Regions from separate parts of the Mus musculus genome. Here all the other regions are linked to region 1. A link is a contact called in public promoter capture Hi-C data. All regions are on one chromosome and are shown on one strand. Each heading gives the region's core, a stretch centred on a gene start, on an enhancer-like site or on the middle of the called end of the contact. The rest is flanking DNA. Distances are from core to core; before and after follow the strand shown. Region 1 holds the start of Pign (phosphatidylinositol glycan anchor biosynthesis, class N). Region 2 has its middle 63 kb from the start of Zcchc2. Region 3 overlaps Zcchc2 (zinc finger, CCHC domain containing 2). Region 4 holds the start of Rnf152 (ring finger protein 152).

Region 1 (4,706 bases), core at 849-3,348:
CCCCCCCAAAAACAACTAAGTCTGGGATGTACATAAAGTAATATATATATAAAATAAGTGAAAATTTGAGTCCCAGTGAGATAGTTTGTCAGGTGACAATGTTAGATAATTTAGACATTATAAAAGAAGGAAATGTGCTTAGGATTACTCTGATAGAGAATTCACCCTTCCCAGTGTTATGACATCAAACTTTAGCAACTTCAAGCCTCTGGTATCATGCAAAAGTATAGACATTTAGAAATCAATCAGGCTTATTTATTAGTAAATTCCAGTTGGGTTCACAGAACCAAAGTATTAGCATTAGTATGGAAAAATTTGATGCCTCTTAAAGATGACAGTGAGAATTCTCATTAAAGCTTATATATAAATAATGACTAGGCCAGTGATTACTCTGCTAAAAATGAATGATTGTAGCAAGAAAAGAAAGAAAGAAAAAAAAAGAAAATAAGTGAGAGTCACTTATTCAGAGAAAAACAATCCTTCCCAGTGCTATGTTGAAAAGAAAGCTGGTAAAAGATCCTTGGTCTGTTTGTTCCACAGCTTTCCTGTATACGGAATACTATTGAAATTGGGGTAGTGAAACTGATTTCAAACAGAAAACATTCTATGAAGCAGACACATCTCATTTCCTTCTTTTTATTAGCATATATTAATGATACAAAATAATGGAAAAGCAAAGACAAAAGATCTTCAGTGGATTGAACTTCAGTACAGAGGGCTGACATTTCCTGTTTGTTCTTTTTCTTGAGTCAAAGAATTACTAAGAAACATTTTATTTCCTCGTAGTGTGATTCAACAGCCTGGGGAAAAAAGGAAAACTGCCTAGAGAAAAATGCCCAGGCAATAAGGAAGCTTTCTAGAGTGCCATAATACTCAATAAACTGGAAACCCTGATGTTATAGGTCCCAACACCAACGGGGAGCCAGGAGCTGTACAACACCTGCCAAAGATCGGAAACCAATGCAAAGAAGAGCTACAGCAGGATCTTTCTGTTTGCAGTACACAGGACACCTCGCATCTCACTCAACATACTCTCCCTTCTCAAGACGACCCTAGACTCAGTACCCGCCCACAATCCCCTTCAGCTGCACTCCAACTCTAATCCCCCATCTGCAGGTGTGACAGGCGACGCCTACTTACTGAGCTGTCCTCCGCCCGACGTCGTACTCGGTTCCCGACCTCCAGCGCCTCCGACGATGGAGGCGCCAGGGATCCCGGGCGCCCCCATCCCTGGGGGGGTCCCACTCTGCCTCTCGAAGTTGCCAGGATTGGAGAAGTAATCGCGCAGTCGTGGTAGCTCGCGGCCGCTCTCCAACAGCTCGGTGTGCAGCTCCAGGGCGGTCAGCAAGTATTGATCGCGCAACAGCTGAGCGGCGATGGCATCGATTGACAATCGGGCAGGGGTCTCCCCGCTGCCCCCCGGAGCCGCCGGGGCGGCGGACATCTCCACAGCGAGCCCCGGCCGCGCGCTGCTTCCCAGGGCCATGGGGTCCTGTGGCGACAGGGAGCCTGCAGAACCAGGATCTAGGCCGACCCCGGCACCCAGCCGAAGTCCTGCCCGCCGGTCCTCGGTTGCCGCTACCTCGTCGTCGTCCTCATCCGAATCACTGAGGAAAGGATTTACTCCGCTACCACTGCCACCACCTCCGGGCGCCATCGCCGCCATCTTATTCTGTCAGGAATGTGGGTGCTTCCCTGCTTGGCCCGACAGGCCCTCAGCCTGAATCCCCGTTAGGTCCCGAGAGCCGCCGACCACCTAGGCAGCCCAGGCCGACCGCACCTCTCCTCACCTAGAGCCTAGGCCGGACTGGGAGGCAGGAGCCCGGTATGCAGCAGCACCTCCCGTCTCAGCCGCTGCTGCACCAGTAGCCGACTCTGCAGGCGTCTTCCTGGTCCCTAGTCTCGCGAGAACTGGCTTGGTCCCATCTTCGCCCCGCCCCGTCCCCGCCTCAGCCCCACCCACCTCTGGCCTTGGAGTGGCAAGATCGAAGGAACCGCTCCAGGCTCAAACATAAGACCCCGCCCACAAGCTCTCGAGGATTGGCTGGAGTTACAGGACCTGGCCAGAGAGTTATCGCGAGAGCAGCGAAGGCCTGGGGCAGGTTGGGGGCGTTCCCTGGAGCAGTAGAGGTGGAGGTCGCTGAGGGGTACGATTTGGCTGTGGTTTTTGAGGGTTGAAGGGAACCCTCCCGACATCTTTCACCGCCCTGGGTCCTGCCTTCGTTCTGAGGAGGTCCCGTTCCCAAGACTGGGCCTGAGCCGGATAGTTCTCAGGTAAAGTCCCGGGACCCTTGCACTTAAGGTGTTCCCACGCCCGCTTCTCCCTTCACGCTTCAGTTTTTTGTCGCTGTTTGCTGTCACCGCCCAGATAGCAAGTGCTCTGAGCAGCGGTCAGAATCTGGCTTCTTTGCTCTTCCCTAGTTTCCCAGCCATCTGCTCTCTCCCCTGGAGATCTGGCGACGGCATGGCCTCCTTGTGGTTAAGGAGGGCGCCTTCCCGCCCCCTCCGTCCGGGAATAGGACTTAGAAAGCTGAAGGGTGCAGATAGAGCCTGGACGGAAGTTGCAACATTTGAGTTTCGAGATGCCTTTACACTCATCTGTGAACAGCCTGGTCTTGGACGACAAACTAAGTAATATGTAAACCCATGGAAATTAACATACACTTTACATCAAAGGAACTTTTCAAACTATCAGCGCTATCTCTTCAGTACAACTAAGTTGTCTGGGCCGCTTCAGTGGCCTGGTCATGTCCACTGCACTAGGACACATTCGTTGGAACAAGTATCACCTATCTTTTGTCCAAAACCATTCTTTTCCACAATCCCCTGAAACCTTGCTAAGTCCATTTAGGCTAGAATCGAGGTTTTCTTTATGGATCAATCAAATTTTAGCGATTTAAAAAATTGTACTCTGTAGAGAGATTTGATGGCCTTTATGAAACATTTAGCACATAACTATACTCGTAGGTTTGGAATATCATTTATCCTTTATGCTATTCCTTGATTGTAGTTTGAGGTGATAAGAAGTTTCCCTGTCGCTATTAGACTCCTAGCCCTCATATCTTCTATTTTGTTAAACATAGAATGCCACTTTTTCCTGGTTTTAGAATTAAGTTCTTATTAACACCAGGTCCTAACAGACAACAAAATAAATAGCCAACAGTGCTAACCATCTGCTCTGATATATATAATGAAGTATCTCCTTTATCTTTGTGGAAAATAAAAATAGAGCATTGTTATATGACCTCAGGTCTGGTTACCGGTTTACATGTAAAGTATCCCAGCAGTTAAGTGTAGGTTTTAATTTCAGTTTAATCAGTCTCACAGGAAACTAAAATTTCATTTGAATGAGGCTCTGAAATGCTTTCTTTGGTTGGTATTACTATATAGTTATTATTTGGGCTTTTTAACAGGAGCTTTTAAAGTATGTTACATGTGATATGAAGGTGGGAGGGGGAATACTGGAGGTTGGGGTGGGTGGTTTAAATGAGCATAGGAGACCGGGAGATGGGGAGAAAGTTAGCCCAAATAGTAAAAGACCATAAAGACCCTTGCTACATTGTGAAGCAATTTAAAAATAGTGTTAGTAGTAAGGATTTTTTTTTAAATAAGACTTTTAGCTTCCAATTCGTTGGACTAAATGCTGTACTGTGCTATTTATTAATGAATCTGGAAAAAAATCCTCAGTAACATGGCAATAGTATAGAATGAGCAATATTTTAATGTTTCACATTTCTTAGCAAAAGGGGGTATCAGTTCTAACTTTGATATTGTCAAAGAGATTAAAAATGTAACCAAATTTTGGAATGGAGGATTAGTGAATGGCATGGGAAAAACATGAGCAGAAATGTGTATTTTCTTCTTCTTTGTAATGGCGATGCTTAGAAATATACTTTTAGGGTGCCTGAGGAAAACTGCTCTTAAAATAATAGAAGGGCACATCATATACATATCATTTATTGTGAGACGTTGAAAATGTTTGGACCTAAATTCTCCCATCTTCTCTTACATTCATCTGCCCAGAGAGATAATGAAAGTACATAGAATTGTGAATGTTCTTGCCACAGTGCCTGGTAGCTGGTTGGCAGCAAATGTTAGTGTGGTCAGTGTCTTAGTTAGGGTTTCTATTCCTGCACAAACATCATGACCAAGAAGCAAGTTAGGGAGGAGAGGGTTTATTCGCCTTACACTTCCACATTGCTGTTTATCACCAAAGGAAGTCAGGACTGGAACTCAAGCAGGTCAGAAAGCAGGAGCTGATGCAGAGACCATGGAGGGATGTTCTTTACTGGCTTGCTTCCCCTGGCTTGCTCAGCCTGCTCTCTTATAGAACCCAAGACAAACAGCCCAGAGATCGTCCCACCCACAAGGGGCCTTCCCCCTTGATCATTAATTGAGAAAATGCCCCACAGCTGGATCTTATGGAGGCATTTCCTCAACTGAAGCTCTTTTCTCTGTGATAACTGCAGCCTATGTCAAGTTGACATACAAAACCAGCCAGTACAGTCAGTTAATCAATGAAATACTGGATACTGAGGACATTTGGCAGGTTTTTGAAACACGGGTATCAATGACTAGCAGAGCCTGTGAAAGTTATGTCAGTAGGGCAAAAAGAGGCAGCAGCATGAATTTAGGGACTGAATTTGAAAGCACAAATTAAAAATAGGTTTAAAAGGTTTGCCTTTGAGTCTTAAGTTGAAAGTAGA
Region 2 (4,706 bases), core at 717-3,216, 390 kb before region 1:
TAGTGAAGACTCCTAGTAATTCAGGATATGGAGTCTGAACTGGCCATCTCTTGGAGCCAGGCTAGGCCTCCAGTGGTCGAAGTTGGTTACATTCTTTTGAGTTATTGGCCAAGGGAGCCAAAGGAGACAACACCCCGCCACACACACACCTCCAAACAACTCAGGTCGATGCTAGGACAGAAAGTAGCTCTCTGAAAACTGACAGCAGGACCCATTACCAAGTACATCTACAGCTCACTGAACGTAGAGAGACCAAGTTGGTGTCTGCATGGAGCCTTTACCCCTAGTTTCTAGTACCTTTGGCCAGAGAAGGTACTCTGCAGGCTAAGAAAAGAGAAACCTGAACCCCAACTCATTCACAAAACCCTTGACCTGTTACAATCTGTCGTGCCTGCAAGATGTGCTGGAACTAGACCTTGTGGGCGTGGCCAACCAATGTTTGGTTTAACTTGAGGTCCAATCCGCAAGAGGGAGCCCATGCCCTACAGTCCCTGGATAGCCCGGAGAATCAAACATAACAGACAAACAAACAGACAGACAAACAGACAAACAGACAAACAAACAAACAAAACCAGAAGATTCTTAATGATATTCTGCCGTACTCCTAGATTGGTGCCTTGTCCAGTCATCATCAGAGGAGCTTCTCTCCGAAAGCAGATGGGAAGATGCAGAGTCCCGAAGCCATTCATTATGTGGAGAGAGTCTAAAGTGGAGGCTCTCTACTGGGTCTCTTACTCTGGAGATCAGGGAAATCCCAGGAAGAGGAGGATGAAAGATGGTAAAAGTCAGAGGGAGTGAAGCACACCAGAACACGGTCCACTGAGTCAACTAAGCAGGGTTCACATGGGGTCGCACAGGCTCACAGATACTGAAGTTGCAAGCATGGACGAACATGCACCGGTCCGCACCAGGTCCCCTGCTTAGATGCTGGATGCTAGCTTGGTGTTTCTATGGGACTCGTAACAGTGGGAGCAGGTGTCTCTCTTGAGTCTTTTCCCTGCTCTCGGGCCTCTTCCTTCTGCTGGGTTGCTTTGCCCAGACTGGATATAAGGGCGTTTGCCTTGTCTTAGTGTAGCTTGCTTTTGTCTTATTTGGCTGTGGTCTCTTGGATGCTCGCTTTCTTCTGAAGAGGAAATGGAGGGTGAGTGTGTCTGAGGGAGAGGGGAGGTGGTGGTGGGAGATGGGAGGCATAGAAATAGGGTGAACTGTGGTCGAGGTGGTGTATTGTATGAGAGAATCTATTTTCAATAAAGATAAAAAATAAAAGAAGATAAATCTCATGTCAGTACTTTGAAGGCTCACCTGGAGTGTCACTGGCCTTACGCCCATCTTTTCCCATTGTGGCTACACTGGATACATCTCCTTTCTCTACTTCCCAGATACCATGATTCTTTAAAAGGTGAACTGGGGACAGAAGCCCAACCCCAACTTGTTGGGGCTGCCAGAGCTCTGTCTCTAACACTAGCAGTTTCTATCATACCACCCAGAGCACAGTCCATCCCAGGGCCTGTCAGATGGTAAGGTGCTGTCCCCAGATGTTGTGTCTACGGCTAGAAGATAGCTAAGATGTGGTGTACTGGTTGCTGGACAATAGAGCTGATTTGTGGTCCCCAGGGAGAAAAAGATATAATCAAGGAATCCCAGAAGAAGTGCCTGAGTGGGACTTTGGGTGACTCTCTAGGGTAAAAGAAGAGTGTGTCTCTGTATGAAGAATGACATGGCTTAGTCACCTAAGGGGCTGTGGCCAAAACAATGCACTTTCTTTAGGACACAAGAAGAGGAGGCTCCTGTCTCTTCAATAGCGCCTGGTGTTGGAATGACCGAGCCCCCAAAATTACCCTCGTGTAGTCCTTCCTTTACCCTCTCCCATGGATACCCAAAAGGACATCCCTGAATGATTACATAAGTCAAAGTCCTTTTGTTCTCTTGTAACTCCCACCCTTCCCTCAGGCTGGACTTGAAGGGTGCAATACCTGGCTCTGAATCACTAAGTTCTGGGAATTCTTTGTTAACAGAGTGCCTAGTCTACACTGAAATACATAGCAATTGCTCAAAAATCCCAATGGCTGAACCTTTTCTTTTTAGAGCCAAAAGCTTTTAAAGCTTTCTGCCACGACCCCCTCCATGTTGGCTTTCTCTGCGCATTGTCTCCTTTCTTTGTGAAATGATTTTCTGATTTTAAGTGTAACATGTACTTAGAACTGAACAACAAAAACCAACCAAAGAGATTAATGTAAACATGGGTAATGACTTGTAGACATTTGTCTAGAGATATACAGTAGCCATGAATCTGTGAGAAGCCGCCTGATAGCACTGACCACCAGGGGCGTGCAAAGCAAAGCACAATGCAGATTCACGAAGACACCCACTCTCCAAAAACAAACAATAATAAAGAACAAAAATTGGTGACGTCGTGAAGAAATTGAAGCTCTGGGAACTGCTGGTGCAGTGCCTGTAGAAAAAAGTGTGGCAATTCTTCAAAAGACAGAGGGGCAGTTGCTGTAGGGGCAGCAAACCCACCTCCTCCAAGAAGCTCCTCACATTGAAGGGAAGCTCTTGAAAACATATTTGCAGCTCAATATTCACAACAATATCTTATGGTGAGTCAAAAGGCAGAACCAGCTGGAATATTCATTGATGGATGGACTGATATGTGCAAACTGTGAGACAGACGTGCAATGGAGTATCATGCAGGCTCAGAAAAGGAATTGTGACATATGCCACAACATAAATGTGTCCCGAGGATATCCATTTAGCCTGCTAAGTGAAATAAGCTAGGTTCAAAACAGCAAATTCTATATAAATCTACTAAGCCCACAGTATCCAAAGAAATGAAATTCAGACACCCCGAGAAGAGTCGTGGGGCCCGGCAAGATGACGTAGTAGGTAAAGGGGCTTACCACTCAAGCAAGCCTGGCAACCCAGCTTAACTCCTGGGACCTGTGTCTGGTGAAACGAGAGAACAGACTCCTGACGTTGCTCTCTGACCCCCACAAGGAGTGTGCTGAGGCATGTGGGGCAAGCATGGAGGTGTACTCTTGAATCCCTGAACTCAGGAGGCTGAGACAGGTGGATCTCTGTGAGTTTTGAGGGCAGCCTGGACTACAGAGTTAGCACTTAGGCCGACGGAGACTGTATAGTGAGACCCTGTTTCAAGACAACAAAGCAAAATCAAAAAGGAGCAGAGAGCGGTGACCAGGTCAGGAGGGAGACGTTGGATGGACAGGCGCAGAGTTCCAGACTTGCAAAGTCAAAGAAAACCTGGAGTACCGCAGGGTGTACGTGCTTCACAACCAAACTACGCTCCTGGTGGTGAAGGCCAAATAATGATTAGATTGATTTTGCCACAACTAATGTTTTAATTTAAACCATAGCATGTGCATCATTAAAACAGGACAAAGTATAGAGGAGGCAACTCTCTCTCTCACACAAGCCAAGAGCTTAACAGGGATAACACTTCCTTCACTTGGTCAAAGTGGATTTCCTGTATAATACATCCTTGGGACCCAGGGGAAGACCTTAATGCATTGCTTGCTTAGCACGCATGAAGCCATGAGCTCTCCCATCACAGAATAAAGCAGGCACGGTGACACACCCTGTAATACTAGCAGTGGGAGGCTAGGGCAAACGCACGCACCTTACTGTAGGAGTGTTATACCTTATCAAAAAACAAAAACAAAAACAAAAACAAAACCAGCATAGGAAAGAGGAGCTCCCTGCCCCCCCCCTTCAGCCCCCGTACAAGGGAAAAAGCATCAAGGCCTGTCAGGGAACGGTTTGGCACAGCAGCAGACCCACACATAGAGTGCAGGGGGTAGGTTATCCCCGGGAGGGAAAATTTTAGCATTTTAATATGTAACTGTATTAAAAATACTGTTTATGAGTATGCCATGTTTATATGTTACATTTAAAAATAAAAACAAAGCCATCTGTTTTTCCTTTGAGAAACGTTGCCTGCCTTTCCTATCTCTACAGGGAGCTAAGGGCTTTGCAGGTCCTTTTCTTGCCTCATGGAGGAAAAGGTACCTCACAGATCTACCGATCCCCATCACTCATCTCCTGAGGGGTGTGACCCTCAAAGTCCAACAGGAATGGGCACCATTTCTTTTCTATATATTTGTTTTTAACTATGCATGTGCATGTGGAGTCTGTGCCCATGTGCGCCGATGTCCACAGAGGCCAGAGGCACCGAATCCTCTGGAGCCGAGTTACAGGAAATTGTGAGCCTCCTGACTTGGGGATGAGAGTTGAACTCCAGGTCTCCAGAAGAACAGACCCACATGCCTTTCCAGACAGGTTCTCAGCGTGTAGCCCTGACTGGCCTAGAACTCCCAGTTTTAACTGTGCTTCCCTAGAGCTGAGACTAAAGGCATGAGCCACTACACCAGGCCACGCAGAACGTGCGCTCCTAAGCCATCTCTCTTACCCAAGTCTCTTGGTAAAAGAAAGCAAAAGTGGAGCTAGAGAGATGGCTCAGAGGTTAGGAACACTGACTGCTCTTCCAGAGGTCCTGAGTTCAATTCCCAGCAACCACATGGTGGCTCACAACCATCTGTAATGGGATCTGATGCCCTCTTCTGGTCTGTCTAAGAACAGTGAAGGTTTATTCACATATGTTATATATATATATATATATATATATATATATATATATATATATATATATATATATATATAGAGAGAGAGAGAGAGAGAGAGAGAGAGAG
Region 3 (4,706 bases), core at 797-3,296, 370 kb before region 1:
CTCAGCAGTGTCTGGGTAGGTCAAGGTGGCAGACGACAGGAAGCCCTGGATGTTGACTGTCATCACAGATACAAGCACACAGAGAAGAACATTCACACCAGTGTGTCCCCTTTGAGTCTCTCAGAAGTGTGATGGAAGGAACTGCTGTTTTCGCTCAAGAACAGCCTGTTTGTCCACTCCCCATTTGGGGCTTCCCGAGTCTGATTTCCTCTCTCCCACTTGTTCTCATGTTATTTGGACAGGTGCTGCATATATGCATTTACGTGATGCTCTTATGACATATATACATACTTCTTGGAAATCTGACGTCTAAAATTTACAGTGAAACATGTTGCCTTGGTTCAGACAGGTTACTGAAGTGTGACAAGGACACTGCTGAGCACCCTTGCCGCAGGCCAGGGAGAGAGGGTAGCTGGAAGAGAAGTTGGGTTCAGGGTCAAAGTGAGGAAAGCCAGGAAGAAGAAAACCATAAGACTGTTAACCAGTGTTGTGGAAACAACTAAGGTCAGATACACAGTTTAAAGATTCAGTAAACATTGCACACAGCAAGTAGTCAGTGTAAAAAAGCACACATCAATGTTTTCCGTTCAAGAGTTTGTCTGAAATTGAAGTTACAAGTGTCATACATGTAAGCCGGCTGCTGGACCAGGAGACCAGAGGCTCAGGAGCATCACATTCTTTCATATTCTGGACACAGGTAAAAGAGAAATGAAAACTCCCAACTGCATAGAAAGTGAGGAAATGGACAGACAAAGAAACAAAATACCTTTCCTTTCCTCCCCTCCACACCCCATGACTCCCCACACTTGAGTGCATTAAGTAGGCAAGCTTTACTCGTTCAGTCTGCAGAATCCAACGTATCATTAGAAGGGGGGAGGGGAGGTGCGTATCTCAGTCTGTAAGTGCCTAAAACAGGAAAGACAGAACGGCTAAGTCACCGCTTATGACTACACGCATCACAAACCACTACACAAGACTGCAAATGAGCATGCTTTCAAAGGCCTTTCCTCAGCACTAACTCCAGTCCAAAACAGCAAGTAAGCTACTCTCAAAAGCAGAGGAGAGCTTGAGCTTTAAGTATAACCTAAAGCTAATTAACTGGGTTTCCCTTTGAGGATGCCTAATTAATATACTCCTGTTTCAAGACATTCCCCAGGTAAGATCTGGCACAATGACAAATACAAAAGAACTGAATCTGGTCCCTTACCCACACCTAGCTAGTAAAGTGCATGTTTTTCTTCTGCTGTTAGCACTCTTCAAATTTACTCCCAAACTGGTGTTCACAAAGCTTTGTTGCTGTAAAGATTCCATGGCCTCTTGGTTTTTTGCCTTATGTGTACAGAATCAAAGGGCAGCAGGGGCTCAGATAGGAGCCAGCTGTGTGCACAGACTCTAACCATGTATGCGGGGAACTGGCTCACATCCTAGTTTAACCCGTCTGCTTCCTCTATGTACGAGGACTGTATTCTTAAACTACAGCCCTGTATGCAAGGAACCAACATTACAGAATGTACTATGCATGCTGTGCCCTGAGCCTGGACAAGCACCTCTGCCGTTCACTCCTTAGTGACAAACTAAACTTCCTCAGACCTTCCTCCATGACCTCGGGGCCTGGGTCTATGCTGGCCATCTCTGGCTGCATTTTGCTACTGAAAATACAACCTCTGTAAACAAACACACATACGGATCTTTCTGCTAAGACAGTACCACATAATCAAGAAGAAACTGGGAATTCAAAAACAAGTCCTCTGGGAGTTAGTGGGATTACCTTGCTGATTGGCCTCCATGGATGACTGCTTACAGTCTTGTGCATAGTGTCCGCTTACACCACAATTGTAACATGAGACATTCCCATTCTTCTTGGGCCCAGAACCACTGGTGTTGGCAACTACATTAGGTGCTGGATATACAGGATACAATCTCCCAAATCCTGCCATCTGCTGCATGCCATAGCTGGCTTGGCTCCCCATGACTGGGTCATGCACCAGTCCATTTGCATATGGAGTCTGAGGCAGAAAAAAAGGAAGTTGGTTTCCATTGCTCTGATGTGCTTGGTTGAGGTAGCTGCCATTGCAAATGGATGGCAGAGTGAAGAATGATGGGAGTCGGTACATTGGTCCAGGCATTGGGTTGGGATAATAGTAACTATTTAGCTGGAGGTTTCCATTGGTCCCGCAGCTGCACCTTCGCCCACAAGAACCACAGGGACCCATCTGCTGTGGTGGCACTATGGTCCCGTTAGCATTCGTGTTCCCCACAGCACTGATGTACGACGTGCTGTCGCTCTGTGCAGTACTGTGTGTCAAGGCAGGGCTGGGGCTCGGGGCAGGGCCTGGGGTGTGGGTGGGAACAGCAGGGGGAACTGTGGACTGGGATGGACTGATGCCTGTGCTTGCTGGCTGGGCAGAAGTGGCTGCGTTGAGCGCACTGGAATTCTGGGTGGGGAGTGCACTGGCAGCCTGGGGTGAGCCTGGAAAGGGGAAGGAAGCTGGTGGCTGTGCAGCTGAGAGGCCCGCTGCCGGAAGAACTACCTTCACATTGCTCGGCTGAGGGACTGTCCCTGTGTTCCCCTCAATCTGAGGCACCATTTGATTTAGTCCTACCACTTGGGGTGCGGATTTTGTGATGGGATCCGTGGTAGCCACAGGAGACCCTGGGAAACTACCTGGGTTATGGACAGGAATAAAGGCAGTGTTTGGTGATCCGATGCTCAGACTTCCGGTTGGTTGTGGTGGGATACTAACTGGACAACTGTCAGAAGATCCCTGTGGTGGCTGTAACTTTAGACTCTGTAATGTCAGCTGCAAAGCAGGCGCACTGCTGTGTGGGAGGAAGGTTGATGGGAGAGGTAAAGGGGAAGCTAACAACTCAAGGTGTTTCTCTGACTCCCCAGAAGCTGCCGGGCCTAGGATTCCAACAGGGGCTGAATTTGAGGATTCCATCACTGCAGAAATAGCCACCGCATTAGGGACAAGCATCCCTAAGGTTTTGCCATCTGCAGATTTGGGCGACGGAATGACAACTTGCGACTTCTGGGCACCGTTGTGCGTGACACAGTGTAGAGTTGGCATGAAGGGAATATGCGGGTACTTGTGTGAGGTCAGTGCAGCTTCCAAAAGATTCCCGTCCTCGGTTCCCAGGGAGACAGTCTCAGCAGGCGGCTTGACTGCGATGGTCTGGGCGACAGAGCCATAACCTGAAAACCTGGCTGACGACGGATTCACAGAATCTTCAGAATTGCTGTCTGAATCTATAGAAAACGTACAAATTCGGGTCAACCCAGGCTGAATTCCTATTTTTCATGTTAGAACTAAAAGCTTGGTATATTCAAATTAATTCTCAAGTCGGGAATGCTCCCTCTATCACATTTCCTGACTGCTCAAGCTGACTTCCTCTGATCTCTGGCCTGTAGTATGCTTTATCTCTAAAACATGGAGGAATAAGCAAAACAGCAATAAAACAGGGTACTGGAGTATGAAGACGTATGCATGTACTACTAACGTTATTACTGGGATAAGCATTAACAATCCACTCTGTGCCATCACACCTGATTTTAAAATGTATCTTATAAATGATTCAGTCAAGGAGTTTGCTCAGGAGAACATTTAACTCAAATGTTTCAGGGGAGAAATGGAATTAGTTAGCATCTGTACAGTATATACTCAACAGGGAACACGTAAGTCTATGAGATTAGTCCTACAATGGACATGCTGTTGGAACACAAGAGGCAGAGTAAGGGAGAAAGCACCGTCACGTCACCACCTCACGGCAGACACTAAGCTGCTCTGCACCACGCCACGGTACACACACAAGCCCCTCCAGCTTCCCCAGGGAGAGGGAACCAAGGGCCTATCTGATGCTGCACTGCAGTCTCCACAGCTCAGAGTTAGATGTTGTGCCTACTGTAAGAATCTTTCTGCTCACAAATGAAGCTGGATTACTTGAGGGATGTAAGAGTGTTTGCATTCACTAAGGCAAGACTGGTTATGCACAGCTGGCAAGAATAAACATTCTTGAAGTAAGAGTATTAAAAGTTAATTAACCTTCCTAAAGAAAGGCTAAATAGAGCCCAATGACACAGAAATCTAGTGTTATTAACTGAACTGTCTCAATGTATTAGAGGGAGCTTAAGTGAATGAGTGAATGCTCAGAGCACCTGTGACCCTGAGAGAGAAATCACTATTCTACTTATACTCAACCTTGTAAGAGGGGGAGGATTCCTAAATTCACAACCTCCTCGGGGCACTGAATCTGTACCATCCATCTATGCAGAGTTAAGAACAAAAATGAAGTCCAAAAAGGAAAAAGAATGTTTCAGATGGCCTGTTAAATTTCCATATGAATTAAAACTTTAAGTCTTACGTCATAATAGACAGTCCCATGGTTTTGAAGCCCTATTATGATCAAAGATAGTCTTGTACTTGACTTTGGAAAGCAGTCTCACAGCATCATTACAATAAACAACAACAAAGCCACACATTCCTAAAAGCGTTTGTATACACTCAAACTTGGAAAACGTTCAAAGCTCTGGATCCCAGAGATCCTGTCTGTCTTTAGGAAAGCCTACATGAATAAAGGACATTGCCATCTATCTACTCAGAGTCACCGCAGACATGACAAGCAGGTGAGAGCCACTCAAGAGTCAGAACTGAGGTCCGTGAGAGTGTCTGTACTCACTCAGGCACACCCCATGGAACCAAGACAAA
Region 4 (4,706 bases), core at 657-3,156, 310 kb after region 1:
ATCCTAGATTGATGATCTGAGTGCAGTCTCATGGGGAAGGGGAGAACGGAGTCTTGAAAGTGCAACCTGTCCTCCATACCTATACTGTCACCGGTGTGCACCCCTCTCCCTAAATAAAATATAACTAAAAACTAGGAATTCCAGTTCTTAGGAAAATGAGGCAGGAGGAGTACCAGAATGGTCTGTGCTGCCTGATAAATTCCAGCTTAGCCTAGGCTACATGTATGAGACTCTGCCTCCAAAAGGCCTTTTTAATTTTTTTATTAAAAAAAATTATTTTTTTGAGACAGGGTTTTTCTATGTAGCCCTGATTGTCTAGAACTTGCTCTGTAGATCAAGCTGGCCTCGAACTTACAGAGATCCTTCTGCCTCTGCAGGAGGTCTGTACAACCTCCACTGGGCTAATCCCACCCCCACATTGATGGTGAAGTTAAAGATATTCTTGCAAAGTAACCTTAGGTTCCTAAGACATGCATGCAGAGCCTCTGTGGGTGCTGTAGAGGTGATAAGGGAACAATGGAGCAAGAGTCTGCCTGGTGACTGGAGGAAGCAGAGCTCCTACTGGGATCCAGAGACTGCAAGCTTTGTGGGTCTCCCGGATGCAGGTCCCCCCCCCGCCCCCCCCCCCGCGCCCCCGCCTCCCGATGTGTTAATAGCCTGATTGGAACACCAATTCACAAGTTGTACACGTGGGACAAAGCAAGTAGGACCAGCTGCCAACACGGATTCATTAGCTCATACAGAGCCATCATGGGTCTCAGGACTTCTGGAACAACAGCAGTTCTCAACCTGTGGGTCACAACCCCTTCAGGGGTCACAAAAGACCATTGGAAAACACAGATAGTTGCATTCTGATTTGTAACAGTAGCTAATGTTGCTATATGAAGTTAGCAACAAAAACAATTTTATGGCTGGGGGGGTCACCATAACATGAGCAACTGTGTTAAAGGGTCACGGTATTAGGAAGGTTGAGAACCACTGCTGTGTAAGAAGGAACATAGGACCCATGAAGGGAGCCCAGTACCTGAAGTCTAGAAGAAGCCATTTGCTCTGTGCATTAACAGAGCTCCTTTAGCTGAACCACAGAGATGAGGAGACATAACTCAGGTCAGTTTTCAGTTTCTTAATAGAATGGATCCCAAAAGGCCCCAGAACTCAGGCATGGTGCCCCAGACCAGCAGGGGACACCTATCTCCCCTTTTCTCCACTATATGTTAAGTGAAAAAGCAGGAAGAGACCTTATCTTTAGATTCTCCTGGGGTTACATGACATTAAAAGCATATCCCAAAGGTAAGGGCTTTGTTTCTGTTTAGGAGTACAGAGGATAAATCCAGATTCATGCACCCTAGGCAAGCAAGCACTTTACCTCTGAGCCTGAAGTTGGGTTTTAAGGTGGGCAATAGGGTAAACTTAGTAGACCCTCTAGGCTCCTTCCTGTTCACCTCTCCTGTGAGCTTCCTTTACACAGGAGGTTGAGGTGTGAGGTGTCCCTGTGGGGCTCTTTGGGAGCATATCCCGTTCCATGCTGACAGGTTCCTGCCCTTGTTGGGTTAGTGAACTTTCAGGGGCAGCCAAAAAGAACCCAGGGGAAAGGCAATAGCCTAGACTCCTCCCTCTCCCCTGTGGTCTTGAGTCCAGAGCCGCAGCTGGGTCACCACCTTGGCCAGTCCCAGTCGTTCTAGCCTGTGGTGCTCGGCCTCTAGGTCACACCTGATACCGTTCAGGTCCTCCTTCCGTGCTCGGTCCAGGTGCTCGCTGGTCTACGGTGGGTAGAGGGCGCGTCCCTGCTTCCCCACCCACACCAAGAGGTTGGCCACTGGGGACCGACCGACAGACAGACAGTCGGACGTGCCGGCCAAGCTGCCGGGTGGAGTGCGGGAGGGGGTGGAGCCGCCGGGGAGGGGCGGTCCGCGGAGCAGAGCTCACTCAGCCTCCCGCTCCCTTCAGTGCTTGGGTCTCTGGGGGTGACACCAAAAGCTTCCGCTCAGTGTCCGGTGCCTGGCGGCGGGTGTCCGATCGTGGAGGCGGAGGACAGCCGGGCAGGTGGAGGGCGCCGCCTGAAGCCAAAGGAGAGACGAGCAGGGCTGGGCTGCGGGAGGCGCTGCCGCCACTCTGCCCGCGCTGCCCCGCAACCTGCGGCGGGAGGAGCAGGCAGCAGCCGGCCCTCAGCGCTCGTCTAGCAGAGCGCAGCGGGCAGTGCGGACCCCCGGGATGCTTCCGACGTTGCTGCAGCCGCCGGCGGCGTAACAGAGCCGAGCCTGCTGCTGAGAGAGGTCAGTGAGTTTCGGTTTGTTTTCCTGTTCAGTGTGCTCCCAGGTCCCGGGTGCAGAGGGGACTCGCGTGGAAGGCTGTGCCTAGGAGAAAGCGGGAAAGGGCAACGGTAGCCTGAGATATAACTGGAGGTTCTTCCTGGACTATGATTGGGGTGGTTTGTTTGGTTAAAGGAGTGCGGAGCTGGAGAGGCGTCTCTCGAGGAGGTGGTCCCGGGAGTTGGGTTTTCCTCGGGCTTTGCTTTGAGTTGGGAGCGCGATGGGGTCATGGCAGCTGACTCTGGTTCCTCGGAGTCCTGGGATGCCCCCTGGAGCTCTGGTCCCGGGAGCTCGCCTCATGCACGCGCCGCACGCGCCCTTGAGGTGCGCGCACATCCCTGCCGTGCCCCCCCCCCCCCCCCAGCATTCTCAAGCCCTGGGTCGTCCCCTCCAGTCCTGTCCTGCCTTCCTACTCCCGATTCCTAGCTAGAAGTTGCCCCCAAGCCATTATTGGAAAAGGGGGCCGAATGGAGGGCCAGATTCTGGGGGTCTTTTGTGCGGACCCACGGGCCTGGGGCGCTTGCTTCTGGAAGGACAGCAGCAGGACAAAGCCGGCAGGACTTGTGGGGAGCTTCTCCACAGTGTTGGTTTGGGATCCCGCCTACCGTGGGGGTGTGGTGGGGGAGTGCTGCATAGATTTGGAAACAGTAGGGTAATTGACAAAACAGAGACAGTGACTTGAGGTGGTGGCCAGGCAACGAAAGGATACTCTCAGATGCATCCCTGATTGTGTGTGTGTGTGTGTGTGTGTGTGTGTGTGTGTGTTTGTCTGGGCAGGCGACTACATGCCCCGCATTGCTAGCTGTGTGGGCTTAACTCGTGTATTTTGCTAGCATTTTGCCTTAAAAAGATGATGGTATTCTCCATCCTGACTCCTATATTTCTGAGGCATTACGGTTGATGGTAGCCGCTTTACCGCGGGATAACTTGGGGGCGCGGCAGGGGGGGCGTAGACTGCAGAGGAGCCAGGAGGTGATTATTTATCCAGGAGAGCCTTAATGACCCTTCCCTGTTTTACCAGTCTTCTACCCCCCATTCTCATCCTCTCGGGACGCCTACTCGTGTTCCAGTGGTCTCGGAGGGTGCTTGGATTTCTGTCTGTGCTGGGAGTATCTAACTATTACTGCATGTATTTCACTGCAGGCTGAACAAAGCTGGGTCTCAATCGCGCTTCCTGCTTGTCAGCCTCTTGTCTCCCAAACGCTTACTGTTTCCACTTGATGTCAACACGCAGAAGGGGGTGAAAGGGACGCGTGACAGATTCAGGTAACCCCAATGATCTGGGTAACTGCCTGGGTGTCTCTGGGTCATTTGGGCCCACAGCGCTGACACAGGGCTGCCTGGGTGTTTCTGCTTTCACAGCATTTGTATTTGTGAGGGAGTAGGGGCCACCCAAGCAAGCAAAAAAAGTCTGTCCTACCTTTGGGACTTCACTCGAATGTCTTGTTCCACCAACATTGCAAATGACTTCATCCTTTCCTTTTGGAGAGGTCACTGGGAGCCACTTATATTGGACCTGTATTAGTTCCACTGGATGGTGTGAATTTTGATGCTGTCAGTACACAGACAGTTGTACATAAATATGGGTTTGGATAAGACAGTGTTTTGTGTAAAGTGGAGATGTCTTCTAATTAAAGATATTGTGGGAAAGTTAATAATCATAAAGCTCATAAGATATTTGACCAGTGCTCAGTTCGGGCATTGGTCACATGCAGTGGCCTTCTGAGGAAGAAGGACTGTTTCTCTCCCATCTTTTCATTGCCAAAGTATCAGGGCAGGCTGATGCTAAATTACTGGCAGGTAGCAGAGAGGGCTGCTGGGTAGGAGCAGAACGAACATAGAAGAGACAGAGCTTTAGTTATGTTTCCCTTTATATAGACACAAATCATTATCCTCTCTTTCTCCATTTTTTTCCTTTAGATTTTGGTTCTTTCCCTAAAACTCTGGCCTATCATGATAGAATTCATTGAAAACTCACCTTCAGATGTACCAGGACACACATTTCAGCACTGGCATGCCTTCCTAGAATCCAGAGCTTTTAGCATCCCATGGGCTGGAGCATGGGCTAGATCCAGGCTTTCCTTATAGGGAGGTCAGATTGTTGAGGACCATTGGCTCCTGAGACCTCTTTTGCAGTATAACAGCATCAAGGACCAGAGTGGATGCTCTTTACAGTTTTTCTCGAAAATCCCTCTAAAACTAATTAAAGAGCTTAAGATGTTTGTCATTCTGTTCTAGGATAGTTTTGCTTCTAAAGGTGGCTTTAAAACCAGGAGTGACACCAACGTTGACCCTTCTACTGAAAGCTTGGAAAACCATTAGAAGTGGGGCAGTCATTTTGTTCTAGCTAAAACAAAGGCTACTGCTTTGCAGAGACAAGATTACCAACATGGTGTT

Evidence for each region. Promoter capture Hi-C pulls out the DNA fragments that hold promoters and counts their contacts.
Region 2: a promoter capture Hi-C map of trophoblast stem cells shows a contact between it and region 1, with 3 times the contacts expected there. The contact joins the enhancer-like site here to the promoter of Pign in region 1. A contact is called at or near these places in 17 of 39 promoter capture datasets (the 3T3-L1 cell line, 3T3-L1-derived adipocytes, the C10 cell line and 12 more), 1 of 15 datasets of contacts at CTCF or cohesin (the NIH/3T3 cell line), 9 of 484 Hi-C or Micro-C datasets (the 3T3-L1 cell line, the HPC-7 cell line, embryonic fibroblasts and 4 more), 12 of 115 datasets of contacts at active chromatin or transcription factors (T-cell acute lymphoblastic leukemia, bone marrow-derived macrophages, embryonic basal ganglia and 8 more) and 2 of 9 other capture datasets (adipose tissue and pancreatic islet).
Region 3: a promoter capture Hi-C map of the HPC-7 cell line shows a contact between it and region 1, with 7 times the contacts expected there. The contact joins the enhancer-like site here to the promoter of Pign in region 1. A contact is called at or near these places in 23 of 39 promoter capture datasets (the 3T3-L1 cell line, 3T3-L1-derived adipocytes, the C10 cell line and 14 more), 1 of 15 datasets of contacts at CTCF or cohesin (the NIH/3T3 cell line), 47 of 484 Hi-C or Micro-C datasets (the 3T3-L1 cell line, 3T3-L1-derived adipocytes, the C2C12 cell line and 29 more), 23 of 115 datasets of contacts at active chromatin or transcription factors (the NIH/3T3 cell line, the SCID.adh cell line, T-cell acute lymphoblastic leukemia and 17 more) and 2 of 9 other capture datasets (adipose tissue and liver).
Region 4: a promoter capture Hi-C map of stem cell-derived epiblast-like cells shows a contact between it and region 1, with 2.4 times the contacts expected there. The contact joins the promoter of Rnf152 here to the promoter of Pign in region 1. A contact is called at or near these places in 15 of 39 promoter capture datasets (cranial neural crest, embryonic stem cells, epiblast stem cells and 9 more) and 3 of 115 datasets of contacts at active chromatin or transcription factors (astrocytes, embryonic stem cells and large pre-B cells).

What each region holds. Positions count from the first base shown.
Region 1 is chr1:105,661,068-105,665,773 of GRCm38.p6, reverse strand. Pign (phosphatidylinositol glycan anchor biosynthesis, class N) reads left to right here and starts at 2,098. Exons shown (of 31, transcript NM_013784.3): 1 at 2,098-2,274. It overlaps Relch (RAB11 binding and LisH domain, coiled-coil and HEAT repeat containing), which reads right to left and starts at 1,913. Exons shown (of 29, transcript NM_173187.4): 1 at 1,141-1,913. The coding sequence starts at 1,666.
Region 2 is chr1:106,050,926-106,055,631 of GRCm38.p6, reverse strand. No RefSeq gene overlaps it. Among named protein-coding and RNA genes, the nearest start is that of Zcchc2, 63 kb to the right of the region's middle. Within about 2 kb of position 1,966, at least 1 of the 459 cell types and tissues checked has an H3K27ac peak or open chromatin away from gene starts, as enhancers often do. A contact at or near this core is called in trophoblast stem cells, where this site is marked.
Region 3 is chr1:106,028,296-106,033,001 of GRCm38.p6, reverse strand. Zcchc2 (zinc finger, CCHC domain containing 2) reads right to left here. Exons shown (of 14, transcript NM_001122676.1): 13 at 1,769-3,250; 14 at 1-906. The coding sequence ends at 839. Among named protein-coding and RNA genes, the nearest start is that of Zcchc2, 40 kb to the right of the region's middle. Within about 2 kb of position 2,046, at least 42 of the 459 cell types and tissues checked have an H3K27ac peak or open chromatin away from gene starts, as enhancers often do. A contact at or near this core is called in the HPC-7 cell line, bone marrow-derived macrophages, cerebral cortex and 2 more, where this site is marked.
Region 4 is chr1:105,353,910-105,358,615 of GRCm38.p6, reverse strand. Rnf152 (ring finger protein 152) reads left to right here and starts at 1,906. Exons shown (of 3, transcript NM_178779.4): 1 at 1,906-2,273; 2 at 3,453-3,575. Gm17634 (predicted gene, 17634) reads right to left here and starts at 2,609. Exons shown (of 2, transcript NR_151540.1): 1 at 1,711-2,609.